2 separate regions of the Oryza sativa genome follow, and region 2 is linked to region 1. A link is a contact called in public ChIA-PET data. All regions are on one chromosome and are shown on one strand. The core of a region is the stretch at or near the end of the contact, and the rest is flanking DNA. Distances in the headings are between cores, read along the strand shown.

Evidence for each region. ChIA-PET counts read pairs in DNA pulled down with a chosen protein or histone mark.
Region 2: a contact with region 1 is called in an RNA polymerase II ChIA-PET map of leaf, with 5 times the contacts expected there. The contact joins the promoter of LOC4333192 here to the promoter of LOC4333183 in region 1. A contact is called at or near these places in 1 of 15 Hi-C or Micro-C datasets (seedling) and 1 of 4 datasets of contacts at active chromatin or transcription factors (leaf).

Annotation. Positions count from the first base shown.
Region 1 is chr3:18,659,452-18,666,535 of ASM3414082v1, reverse strand. It overlaps LOC4333183 (mechanosensitive ion channel protein 2, chloroplastic), which reads right to left and starts at 4,639. Exons shown (of 14, transcript XM_015775791.3): 1 at 4,294-4,639; 2 at 3,085-3,250; 3 at 2,947-3,000; 4 at 1,591-1,748; 5 at 857-977; 6 at 680-774; 7 at 438-551. The coding sequence starts at 3,162.
Region 2 is chr3:18,851,177-18,858,260 of ASM3414082v1, reverse strand. LOC4333192 (calmodulin-binding protein 60 A) reads right to left here and starts at 3,804. Exons shown (of 7, transcript XM_026023894.2): 1 at 3,555-3,804; 2 at 3,370-3,467; 3 at 2,818-2,870; 4 at 2,206-2,696; 5 at 1,768-1,928; 6 at 186-386; 7 at 1-71. The coding sequence starts at 3,555. It overlaps LOC136355763 (a long non-coding RNA gene), which reads left to right and starts at 6,082. Exons shown (of 2, transcript XR_010740113.1): 1 at 6,082-6,340; 2 at 6,519-6,713.

The DNA of each region.
Region 1 (7,084 bases), core at 3,390-5,889:
AAATGCACCAGAATGTAAGTAAAAGCTCTTCACATTAACATTTCCCTTTCTTAGGGTAAATAGGAACCATTGTCAATCTGTCAAACAAATATTATCCTTCAAGTCTGAAATTTTACCCATTTCATGTACTGACTTAATTTTCAACTTGCACATTGATGGTATCTAGTATTCTAGTCATCAGCAAAGTCTATGATTTTCCACTTTCACATGGTGTTGAGAATACTCAAATTGAGCTAGATTAAGAAGAGAATGCCAATGCCCTGAATTTCAGGCTCCAGGAAGTGCTCTATTTTTAACTTTATCAGTCCGCAAACATGACAACATCAAATAACTGAGTATGTTGAACTAGCCACAATTAACTTGCATAATTAGAACAATAGTTATAACTTGAAAGGCATCTCTGAATTTTTTTTCCGTTGAGAACATATAATGTGCACCTCGTCAGAATATAGGCAATAGCCAGGACAGTTGATAATGATCTCACAAAAGTTACAAGGCGTGTTTTAACTGCTTGGCTTGCTGCTGAAGGCAACACAACTGGATCCAAAGCCCTGTACAATGTTGTAGAACAAAAACAAATAACAAAAGAAATAAGCAAAAGATGGCACTCAGATGATGCAATATCAATAAGATAGGATTGACACTTCCCAAATTATATACTCCGCTATGGCTACTGTACCTGCAGATAAGTGTTGCTCCTGTCCATAGAAGCAATGGTTGAAGGTACGAGGTAGAAATTAAGTATGTAGGGCTTTTCTTCCAGTTGCCTCCATGCTGTAAGGTACATTTTGGTTATGATATTTTTAGCAAGTCAAAACATAAAAAGCAGAAATAAGGCCATGTAACAGAACAATACGTCGAAACGGTTTCTAATGTCCCTCATTAAAGGCAAGAATCCCCATAAAGCAAAGACAATTATTCCAATTGCAGGAACCACAAGCGCAGTAGCAGGATTTGCAAGTAAAGTGTCACATGACCTGTCAAGAGAAAATAAGGAATCGGTAAAAAGAATTCCAGACATGAAATAAGTAAAATTTTATAGTGATACGGAAATTACAATAAGAAGCAAATTCTTATTTAAAAAGTGTTAATTTAAACTGGTTGAGGCATAAAATGTGAGTAGGCATCCTAAACTAATTGTGGATATTTTTTAAGAAAAATGTCTCAGTATAGTTCTATCTCAAAGCATCCAATAAGCTAAAATTCTAGGCAAATTATTATCACATGTTATACAAATAATTGAAGACCATGGGACTCAGTCAAGAGAAGTAGATCACAAACCTACTAAATGTTCCCTAGTACCCTAAGATACTGGAAGATATCAACTTGCTCACCAGTCTGATGCGTACTATTCAAATGTACTATAAGATACCACTACAAAACACTTACGATCATATACCATTTTACAGTCAGCAAGAAAATCAAATTCTGCAGATTTATGTATGGTGACAAGCATGATCATCAGTGCAAACTTTCTGAGCATTCAGGAAACTTCACAAGTAACAGTTTACTGATGGGACAAGCATGATCATCAGTGCAGATTTATGTACAATACTATGGTGACAAGCATGATAGGACAAGCAAAACTACCTAGTCAATGCCACTGATGTGCTCTTGACCAAAGGGATTTCCTGCAAAGAAACAGGCAATGCAAAAGATCTAACACCCAAGGCTCTATATCTAGAAGGCACATATAGCATAGGCCTATAGTTCCTCTCCAATATGTTATGACCCCAGCAATTGTGTCCCTGCAAAGAAATGAAGAGAATTTCTCTAAGGTTTACTATAATAGAGCAAAAACAACATTAAAATAAATGGAGTCAAATACTACCTCCGTCCAAAATATAAAGATTTTTAGAGTTGGACACGGATAGTAAGAAAGTATGTAGAATTAAATGGGAGATGTTTGTGATTGGTTGAGAAATGGAGGTAGGTGGAAAAATAGAATGGTGAATGGTTGTGATTGGTTGGGAAAAGGATATTGGTGAAGAAGTTGTTATATTTTGGGATGGAGGGAGTACTATATACTATTGGATAACAAAGAACAAATGACAAATACAAACTGTAGTGAATGATGCAAAAGAAAAAAAAAAGGAAACACAGTACAACTATTAACTGTTATATTATTCGTGTACCAAATATAGGTTCTTCTCTATGACTCTATGTAGTAATAAAAGAAATGCTTTGTGTCCCTATGCGCACAACACTACTCAGCAATATCTCTATGTAGTAATAAAAGAAATGCTTTGTGTCCCTATGCGCACAATACTACTCAGCAATATGTGCATAATACAGATTCCCCATTTCTCAGTCTATCGACAGATGGTAAACACTTACAAGTTATGAGATATTCATTATTTCACTTAATTCTCATACCACAACATATTGATAAAAGCATCTTCTCCCACTCTCATGTGAATGCAGCTTGTTAGACCATTTCAAGAAAATGAATTACACTTTATTAACTCAAACAAAAATTAATGTATCTACAAAATGGTGAGAACAAGCACGGCATTTAATTCCTTTTATCACTTCAATTGCTTAGAATTGACAGGAAAGACTAACAGTAACTTGACAATCGTTGTGTAAATATTATTAGAATTTCAAACTAAGTTTCAAACAGCAAGATATCTGGATAGTCTAAAGCTGTCAAATACATCTGTGAAAGAGAAATAGATAGCAAAATAATTCTCTGCCATACATATGTACACACTCCTATTCTAAAATAATTATTTGCTTCTGCTACATGACAACTACTAACTTTTTTCTCAAAAAAAAATCTACTAACTTGCACAATTTCAAGTAGGAACAAATATTAGGTGCAGAAAAAGGTAAAACATATGTAGACTTACAGTAAAACATAACAAAAGAAACATCACTACACCTCTATAAACAGTGACTGAAAAATAATATTATCTTAACAGTACTGAAAGGAAGAAACCATACATTAGGGACCGAAGATAATGAAGTTGATGTGAGAGAACTTCGGATATCTGGGTTCTAGGAAAAATAAACATTCAGGAGTCAGGACACAGAAAATAAAAACAGATTAATAATTAAAGATTAGGAGTGAACAATCTGCACCCTGAATTTGTTGGTCTGGCAGAAACGGTTGGTAGCAGTCACTCCTTGGAATAGCTGGGATGTCACTCCAACAGCCATCTCAGGCAGGACTCAAATGACACGTAAAATAATCACATCCACTGAATTAACTTCTATCAGTGCTGCCTGAGTTATAAGTGCAACTTCACTTCTCTGACAAAAAAAACAATATGTAAGAAGTGTGGTTTGCAACGGGCTTAAGATTAATTTGAAATATTTTTTAGAACATCAAGTTTCCTGTTTCTTAATTAAGTATGAAGGAGTCCATATTACTCCCCAGTCCCCACCCCCACCCCCGAGAAATGTTCTGCCATCGTGGTCATTGATGTGGCTGCTAACATTTGCATTCACTCAGAATTTGTTACATAAAATATTCTTCCTCATATGTTCAGGGTACTAGTATTGCCAAAATATTAAGTTTTAGCATGACAACATGGTGCCCGAATCAAATAAATCAAGGTAATGAAGATACTTTTATGCATGACCAGACACTGGAGGCTCCACATACCCTTGGAGCACTATATTAATTAAAATATGGTGTCGGTAATAAAATATTTTTATCAACATCATAGTATGACCTAACCTAAGTCCTACCAACTAGTACCACTGTGCAAGAGTAACCGGAAATCAAACTGGTCATGCCCAACCCTAGGCATGCCAATTACAGCTAAAAACAACACTGTTCTAATTACACCTGCAAGCTGCTCCAAATCGCCTACTAACATTCAAGAATGGATATTGGAATTTCAGTGCCATCAAGACCGTGCCACTGCCCACTGGTATTCATGGTCAAGTTGGTAACAGGAAATGGAGGTCCTAGGTTACATAGCAGTATAAATCACGCGCAAAGATATCATCACAGTTAAGCAGACCATCCCATGCCGTACCCTCGAATTGAACGAACCAATTCAAACCCCTCAATTCTAGGAAATTATTATCAACTTAGCAGACGGCAACATAGTAACAACAGCCAGTACTATCATAGGAACAACAGGTATTAATCCTATCCTAATCCATTTAGAACAAAACCAAAACCAATTAACCCCCAATGATTCAACCATTCCTCATCCAATTCCTTCACACAAACCATGCATAGTGATTCTCGATCTGTCAGACGAGGAGTTGCGTACGCGACACGGCACCGAGGCGCGCCGCCCACCAATAACCAGGAGCAGCGGCAGGGGCCCTTACCTGGGCGGAGTCGCGCTCGGACGGAAGGCCACGCCGGCCCGGGATTTCAGCGGCAACTCTCCGGCGGCGCCGGCGGCCCGCGGCGGGCGCTGAATCCGAGGGGATAGGAGGGAGGGAGGGAGGGAGGGAGGGAGGGGGGCGGCGGGCGAGGGAGGAGAGGGAGAGGGGGACGATGGATGAGTGGGGGGAGATTGGGAGAAGGGAAGGGAGGAGGAGAAAGAAGAAGGGAGAAAAAAAGAGGAGGAAAGGAAGGCGAAGGCGATAACGCCGTCTGCGTCCGGGCGCGGCGTGGCGAGGCGACACACGCGACGCCGCGAGAGCGATGGGGGAAGCGACGGAACCACGCACGTGTAGCCTTATCGCCCTTGCCTTTTTGCCTATGCGCCGTGCCTGATTGACCAGCTGCTTTTCTTTATTATTATATTATTTCTTCTTTTATATTATTTTAAAGTATATGCGATGATTGACTCATAATATTTTTTTTCGTGCCCCTCACCTCCTTCTCTTTTTTTTTTCTTTATAATTGTATAAAACATGAAAAAAAAAGGAAATTACTATAGAACGTGTATCGAATTTTTTTAGCCATTGGATTAGCTCCAAATTTGTGCACGCGAGATGAGAGAAAATTTTTGGCCATTAAATTCACTCCGAAATTTATGCACGCAAGATGAAAGAAAATAGTAGAGAATCGCTACAGAGATAACCTTTTATACAAAGAATTTTAAATTGTGAGAAGCAGCTTGTACTTCTGATTTATTTTCCGACTACAACTATCTATAATTATAGTCTATAGATTCTTGTAATCTATATAACAATCTCAACTATTTCAAAGAGCTTCGGACAGCTAAATATCCTACGTGAGGCAATAACTATACGCGTGAGAAACTCTCTAAATATGGCCTACTTATAGAACGATGGGTCGGTAGCTAGGATTAAGCCACCGGCTTTCATGGACCACAAGCTGCTTAGCGAGCTGTGCCAAATTACCAACCATAGTCCAGCAACTAGGAATTGAGCCCTCTTGAAAAGAATAACTAGGGCTGTGTTTGAGAAGAGGAGATTGGAAAGATACGCAAAACGAGGTGAGCCATTAGCACATGATTAATTGACTATTAAGTATTTTAAACTTAAAAAATGGATTAATATGATTTTTTAAAGCATCTTTTCTATAGAATTTTTTTTACAAAAAACGCACCGTTTAGTATTTCGGGAAGCGTGCGCGCGGAAAACGAAGCAAAACTCACTAACAATCACTTAGATCACCTAGGAAAGAACACAGCCTAAAGCATCCATTCTTTTTCTCAACTCCAAACTCGTACTTTTAAAACTATTAAATGGTGTGTGTTTTGTAAAAATAAAGTTTCTATATAAAAGTATAATTATTAATACTTAATTAATCGTGTGCTAACGAGGTTTCTCGTTTTACATGCGTTAAAATCTGTCTTCAAAAGTGAAGATGGAACGCAACCTAAAAATTGAACTGATTGAATCCCCTCCATTACAATAGTTCAGTTTTATATACAAGTCCCTTGCATTTCTATATTACTAAACAGACTAAAATTCGGAAATATACAATTTCTTAGGAATTACACAATTTTTAAGGGATTGTCTATGAGACGAATGGCTGAAAAAATTTGTGTTCTCGGCCCGTTTGTCTGACTCTCTATGATCCAAACACGCATCTCCCATCCACCTGCGCAAGGAATAAGTTCACCGGAGGTCCCTCAACTTAACAGCGAGATTTTTTGAGGTCCCTTAACAACAAAATCAGAAATGTCTACCCCTAAATTCACTTAAACCGTTCACCGGAGGTCACTCGGCAGTATTTTTGTCCGGTTTTGCTGACGTGGCATCCTAGTCAGCAAAAAAAATTTAAAAAAAAAACTTGGGGCTCACATGTCAGCTGCATATCTTTTTTCTTCTCTTTTCTTCTCCTTCTCTCCTCTTCTCTTTTCTTTTCTCTCTCCTCTTCTCCTTCAGGCTGCGGGCGGAGCAACCGCGCGCCGTGGCCGCCGTCGTCGTCAGCTCTCCACCGTCGTCGTCGCCGTGAGCGAGGCAAAGCGGCGCGGCCGTTCGGCGGCGGAGCGGAGGCAGCGGAGCGCGGCGGTGGAGCGGAGGCTGCGGGCGGAGCAGCCGCGTGCCGTGGCCGCCGTTGTCGTCAGCTCTCCACCGTCGTCGGCGCCGTGAGCGAGGCTACGCGGCGCGGCCGTCCGGCGGCGGAGCGGAGGCAGCGGAGCGCGGCGGCGGAGCGGAGGCTGCGGGCGAAGCAGCCGCGCGCCGTGGCCGCCGTCGTCGTCGGCTCTCCACCGTCGTCATCGCCGTGAGCGAGGCTGTCCGGCGGCGGAGCGGAGGCAGCGGAGCGCGGCGGCGGAGCGGAGGCTGCGGGCCGAGCAGCCGCGAGCCGTGGCCGCCGTCGTCGCCGTGGGCGAGGCCTAGAGTTACATGCATATATGCATTCATTCATGAATATATACATATATATTCGATCGATCTTGTCACTTTCAACCCGTGCAGGAGCCTGCAAATCAATCACAAGCTGCTTTTGCTTTGGTCTTTTTCTCTCTACTGCATGCATGTATCCCTCACTTGAGAGCCCATAGCTAGCATGCATGCGTTCACAGGCTTTTGGCCTTTCTTCTCTTGCGCGCGGAGGGACGCTATTGCCACCGACAAGCTCGCGAGTGAAGCTCGGCCGGCTCTCTCTCCTCTCCGGCAAAAAGGGCGCCAAGGCCGCCCTGCTCAACGACGATGATTACGAGCCCCCCGCGCCGCCGCTCCCACCCGGGGACGG
Region 2 (7,084 bases), core at 2,555-5,054, 190 kb before region 1:
GTTTCATTGTCACAGGTGAAGACATTCTTCCAATTTTCATACGCTTGCTTCACAGCTGCATATGCTTCAGCCTATAAAGAGCAAAAGTTAAGGTAAAAAAAAGATGGTCCATATCCTAACTGGTGAAGGGGAAATATACAAGAACCTTCTATAACTAACTAAGTCGAATAAAAAATTGTGAATACCTTCTCCTTTTCTCTAAGATCATCAGCACAAACAAACTTCTCAGATATTAACCCTCTCACTTCTCCAACAACATTGAACACGACTGCTGTTTTGCTTAGGCTGTCTGGATAGTACAAATGCACCTTGTCAGGGAGAATACAGGTTTTTGAATGCTCAACTGTGACCTCCCACATCTTTGTTGACATGCCACTGCCCAATATCTGCATAATTTGAGCATAAGGTCACATATCCACACATTTTGCTGAACGGCCACTATCATCTACAAATTCAGGCAAAAAGATAGAAATATGACATATGCTTACTGAGGAAAAAACTAGCTTAGATTAGCATAACGATGTTTACCACAGAAAAACAATAGATTCACTCAAATGTAAGAAACATACAGTTTCATGGTTATACATTTCTCAACATAACAAAATAATGCTGACAACCATAACAGTAACTTCTCAAGCTGGCCAGTCTTCCCCTACCTGATTAGTCCACATGGACCTACAAAATGCTGACACGTGGAACAAAGAGAAGATGCAGCCTACAGCTAGCCAGCTAGCTACGCTCTGCTTTCCTGGTTACAATCCTCTAGATACTTCCAAGCTCATAGAAGTATAGTCAATAAATTAAATTAAGAACACCTCAATCCTTCGGATGATCTCAAAAGTTATTACCCCTAGAATAAACATGACACAGAGAAACACAAAACTACACAAAATTTAGGAAAAACTAGGAGAAATACCATAAATTGGAAAATAAATAATTACATGTTATAGTGGAAAAAAAATAGCTGTCAAAAGAAATAATAGGGCCAAGACTTTCTTTTGAGAAAAACAATCAACAATTCAAGTCTAGAGCCCAGATGCTTTTGAGCGGGTTTTTGAAACTGGAGCTCAAAAAATAAATAGAGAAAACAATGGAAAATCAAAATGTAAAAAAACAGATCTCTAAAATTGAAGCTCCCAAAAAAAAGAGAGAACACAACTGGAAATCAAAATATATATAAAAAATAGAGAACCAAACTCAAAATCAAAATGTAAAAGAAAAAGAAAGCACCCAACGGATATCAGTTGCACTGTATCGCTCTGACGATTTCCGATGCTAGATATGGTCGATTGATTATGATAATTATTGAAAATCCAACAGCTCACAAACAAAATTTTCCAATTTATGAAAGCTGGTAATTTCTTACTGAACATGCATTTTTAAATAACAAGTAGGTAACATAATAAGGCATATATTACTATTGTACTTCAACTCTCAAACTTTGATAAAAACAAAATTAAAGAGCGTATTATAGGGTTATTTTCAAATATTGTTGGGATTTTACAATAATTAAATTAATTATGTAAATACTTGCAAAATTATTTTGATCATGTCACGGCTATAAATTTTGAAGCACGCCAATACGTGCTGATGATTTTCTAGTTTGATGTACATCAGTACATTATATGTAAATATTCGATAGAAAGAATTGCAACAATAGGCAGATTGTGTAAACTCAAAAAAAGAATGCAAAATACAAACATAGAAAGATTCTTTTATCTTTGAACAAATGGAGAAGTGCATCCAAAGATCAGTATAGTATAGTACCTTTCGAAGCCTAGGAGCATCAAGATGTAGTAAAGTGAGGAATTCTTTTACAGTAACAATTTTCTCCCTATTCAAACGCTTGTGAAATGCTCCCTCCTTGCCAATCTTCTCCAGGCGCCAAACCTCATCATCAAGAATAGGGGGATGGTGCTTCTTGTATACTAGGAAAAATGAATAAAATAATTCCAAAAGATGAGTTGAAATTTGACCGCCTTTTTACATTTATGACAATGAAAAATAAAAATGGCACAGGGCAATCATTTTAAATAGTAGTAAAAGAGAATTATCTGTCTATGATAAATATGTGCTAAAAGAAGGAATTTCCATATTGATAAATGTGCAATTATAAAATAAAGGGACAACTCTGCCAAATGGATCAGGAAACTAGCACTAGTCAGGGAACTAAAAGAATAATTGAAATTTGATAAGCAAACTCACATTCTCCACGATGATCCTTCACCACAAATGATTCAGACTTTGCTTCACGCACCCTTACTCCGTTATAAGAACCATCCTCAGTTTTTGCACCTAGCCTGAACTTACGGCTGCGTGTCCAACTGGAATTATCTGTGAATGATAGTTCCCCCACTGCACCAATGCCTTTAATAAGGCCAACAAAAATGTCTCCAGAAAGCAAGGGTCGTTTACCTTCCCTTGCTCTAATAATGTTATTGTTGAACTCTTGAGCTGTCCAGTCATCGCCTTCTCCACCTTCAAAATCCCCCTCTAAAACTACTATTTCAACTTTCATCAGGGACTCATCGCCTGATGCTACAACTTCTCTGGTAACAGTGTCAACTAGAGCAATAGTTATACTTAAGGAGCTCTCCCCTTCAATCTTGGAGCCAGTGAAAATTGGAAGTGAAAGCTTAGTCATGAACTGTAGCTGGAAATTTTTCGATGAAGATGGAACAACATCCATGACAGTTCTAATGGGAAAAATAAAAAAAACAAGTTGTTAAACTAAAGAAAGCTGCATTAACTTTATGAATCTATACAGTGACTGATACTTGTCAAATTGGTAGTTAAGACTGTGTTACAATGTCGTACCTTGCCATCATAGTGGCATGATTTGCAAACGCTGACTCGATTTCTTCTTTCACCTAGAAATTATAATTGGGTAGAACATCAAGACCATCATTGGACAGCCAAAAATAACACATGGCTGAAGAAAATCCTACTTAGGATAAACTTTCAACAGCTTTGAGTGAAAATACTATCTTCTAGATAGAAACAAATGAGTCCAAAAACTAGAGGTCAGGAATTAATGATTTGTCTTCCATGGCTTAAATGCTTGCTAGGTTTCAATTTATGGATTTACAGGGTTCCTCACATTAAGTTGGGAACTACAAGTAGGGTTTGTGTAATTCACAAGTTCAAAACAGATCTAATCATGCTAGCTGCACCAAATACAGATGAAACTTGGAATAGAATTATGAATGATCAATATAAAAGCCATGTTAGCAACAAAAGATAACCCTAACCCCAACAGAATGAAAGGGGATACAGATCAAACATGTACTCGAAAGGCATAACTTCCATGAATTCATGACACATGGGTGAGAAATGGAAAAAATAAGTAGGTTCCATAGGCTGCCTCACCACTCTTCGGATGAGGGGCTCGATAGCCGTGAACAACTTTTCGATGCTGCTCTTCCGCATCACCTCCGTGATCACCCTGCGCGGAGGCAAAGCCACCACTGACACCAAATCAGATAACCAGCCACACAAACACAACCATGGGGGTTCCAATCGAGCTCTCAAGAGAACGGAAAGGGGGGGCATACTCGCGGAGGGCGGGGACCCTCTGGCGCTTGGGCTCCCCGCGGCGGTGGGGCGGCGAGGAACTCCCGGCCCCGGATTCGGCCGGGACGGGGGGTCCCATGCCTCCGCCGACGCCGCCGCTGCTCTCCTCCGGCTGCCGCTTCTGCGACATCTCCGGCCGCGGCGCGCGCCTCGCCTCCGTCCTCGTCGTCGCTGGCCGCAAAGCGCCTGGTGGGTAAGCTCTGGTTTCTTTTCCCTTCGTTCGCGTATTGTGCTCGGTGCGCCTGTGCGAAGTGCGGTGAAATCCTGGACCGAGCCAGAAATCTCTAGAGCTGGCCCACATGCAGTGACTACGCCCACATGCCAGTACGCCTAATCCAGTTTAGGGCATCTCAATGTTTATTGCAAAATTAGGTGCTAGCAACGTTTGTCCGTCAGATGATAATAATAAGTTGAAAAGACATCACTACGTATATAGGAACATCAGTGAGTCGGGTTAGGTTTGGGCGGATCGAACATACCTGGCCCAAGACCCAAAACTACTCGCCCGCCCGTTCCCACTACTCTCATCAGGCGTAAAATAAAAACCCATGTCCATGCCCGTCAAGTATCATATACCATAGGTTTCCAACAACATATACATATAAACTATTACTTTTAACATCTATGTTTAGCCATTAACTATAAAACCATAAACAATCAATACTACACGTTATAATTATTCATAAAGTATTGGCGTGTTCGGAAGCCATTCATGTGGCAGCGCTACGGCTGCTCACTTCTATAGCTAGTCGCAGTGCAGCCGTGGTAAACGCCAGCCGAGCATAGCCATTAAATATGAATCAAAATCCATAAATTCTGTAATCACAAATTATTTCGTCACTAAGAAAGAAAGCAAATGATTAAACCATTAATACTATATGACTTTGTTGCACTTACATATTTATGTTTTATGTTTTAGTTAGTGTTGACTGTTGACACACAATCTTCTAAAGTTTATGTATGAACATAAATATTTGGGTATCCACGAAACACTCATGTGCATAGAATAAACCCCACGCCACACCTGTTAATACATCGGGTTTGGATCGGCCATACCCAAGGGCATAAAATCTAACCCACACCCATACCCATTACGTGTGGTACGTGCGGTACTCGTGGGTACCCGGTCCCATAGGTAAAATTGATATCCCTAAATGTACATATGTAGAGTGGGTAATAAGGTGGGACCCACAAAAATTCCCCAAACATGAACCATAGCACAATTAAAAAAATAGATAAAACCCACCAAAAACCGCTAATACCTAATAATAAGCTTATTACTTGCTATTTCATCACATTGTGGATGCCTTTACAGAGCTGGAGAACTTAATTAGTTGATTAATTAGGAGTAGCATTACACGTGCTTGCTCATAATCTTAACTTATGATATGTTCTATTAATATCATTTTCACAAAATATAGCTACATAAAAGTATTTTACTCGACTATGCAACAGCTCTATTAATACCATTTTCATATATAAAACCTTAATATTTTTTTTACTAATGAGATTTCAAGATCTCACTGCATTGCACATGTCCGGGACGGATACAACTTCTTCTAACGAGAAAGAAACCCGCGACCAAAGCATGTCATGAAATACGCACATGGGGTGGGCGTGCTTCTACCATGCCTCCGGACAGTTGAATTAATCTAGATATCATGAATGCGTCGATAAGGATACTAGGGCGAGAAATCCGGGCAAATACTCCCCTCACGTGCCGATCGCTAGCGCAACCATGGCCCAACACCCAGCTCCTCTAGAAAGGCCATCACTGATATGAAAAGTGTATCTATAGGTCGGATAGACTGATTCTACAAACACGTAGCCCTAGGAATCAATAGAAAACAAGTGCTAAGTTTCATTAAACATCAGCATACATCTTTCAGTAAACACCAGCATCATAAAAAAAATAATTTTTAGAAGCAAGCTTATGAGAATGGAACAATATAGGGGTATTGCTAGTGGGCGGGTGATCGCTTCCCTCTCCTTCCTAGCGATCACCCGTCCCTCCCCCCTATACGCTCTTCCTCTCCCCCTTCCTCCTCCCCTTCTTCTCTTCCTACTACAGTTCACCATAATTTTTTAAAAAAAAACAAAGTTGAAAAAATTTATGTATAGAAATGCTATATATAAAAAATTTGAATTCAAATTCAAATTTGAAACGGGTATGTAACTTTTGACTTATAAACTTTGGGTTTATAAACTAATATTTGAATTCAAATTCAAATTTGAATCGGGTATGTAAACTTTTGACTTATAAACTTTGAGTCTATAAATTTTGAGTAAATTCCCTGTATGCACCTCAAAACTGACTCAATCTCTTCCATACCCTCCAATTTTGACCGATTCCCTGTGTATGTTCCCTCCCATATCCCTACCGTTAGGCATCTGTTAGTTCTGTTAGTCATACATCCATTACGTTGTCAGTAATTTAAAAAAAAAGACCAAAATGCCCAACGAAAACCTAGGTAACAACCAGCAAGGCAGCAACAGTGAGAAATCCCCAAATAATCTCCAATCTCTCGCCTCCCCTCGACGCAGCCGGCGCTGTGCGCCGCCGCCGTCCTTTCGCGGCCGTCGCCACCGTTCCTCCCGTGGCCACCGGCCTTGCGCTCCCATCCCCGCCGTCGATTCGGCGCCAGCGGTCCTGTCGCCCTCGAGCTCTCGTCGGCGGCAGCGGCGGCGGCTTCGGCTCCCATCGGTTCCGGCGACGGTGGCTTCGGCTCCCTTCGGCCCTAGCGACGGCAGCCAATCGACGCTGCAGGTGCTGTCCTGGTTGCTCAAGATCTCGGCAGCAGTGGCCCAGGCAGCAGCCGCCTTGTTGAGAGGTCTCAGCGGCGGCTGCTGCTGGCTCCCGAGCTCTATCCCCTACTGCTCCCATCCGACTAGGTTGATTTCATTCATATGTAGATGTGTATGATTTCTTCTCTTCTTCTTGACAGTTGATATTGAGAAGGGAATGCAAGATGTGCAGGTATAAATCACTGTTATGTTCGCTTTTTCAGACATTTAGTGCGATGTGCCATGGGTACTGTTTATATTACTGTGTAATTTGGCCATGTGATGGCATTTACTTAGTGTGTGCCTTTCTCCATTATCATGAGAAAATTAGCATAATGACAACCTTGGTTAACATACACAGTACTTGCCTTGTTCTTTTAGTTTGTCATTTGCATTCGTTTTATGGCCATGATGCTTATGATCCACACAGTGGAGTGCGCATGGATGATCCATGTAGTGCCTTGTCAAAATTTCTATAAATTGCTGGCCATTCTATAAATTTTCTATGCACTTTTTACTCAGTCTCATAGTATATGATGCACTCATTGATATTTCAATCTTTCTCAACCTCTCAAATACAATCGGTCACTAAGAACTCAAATTGCACTCTTAAGGGCACAGTGGACATTTCCAGGTAAATTAACCACTCAATGCTGTGAGAACTAATGGTAGGGATGGGAGGGATCACAGCGAAATCTCGAAGGCACACAGGGGATTGGTCAAAATT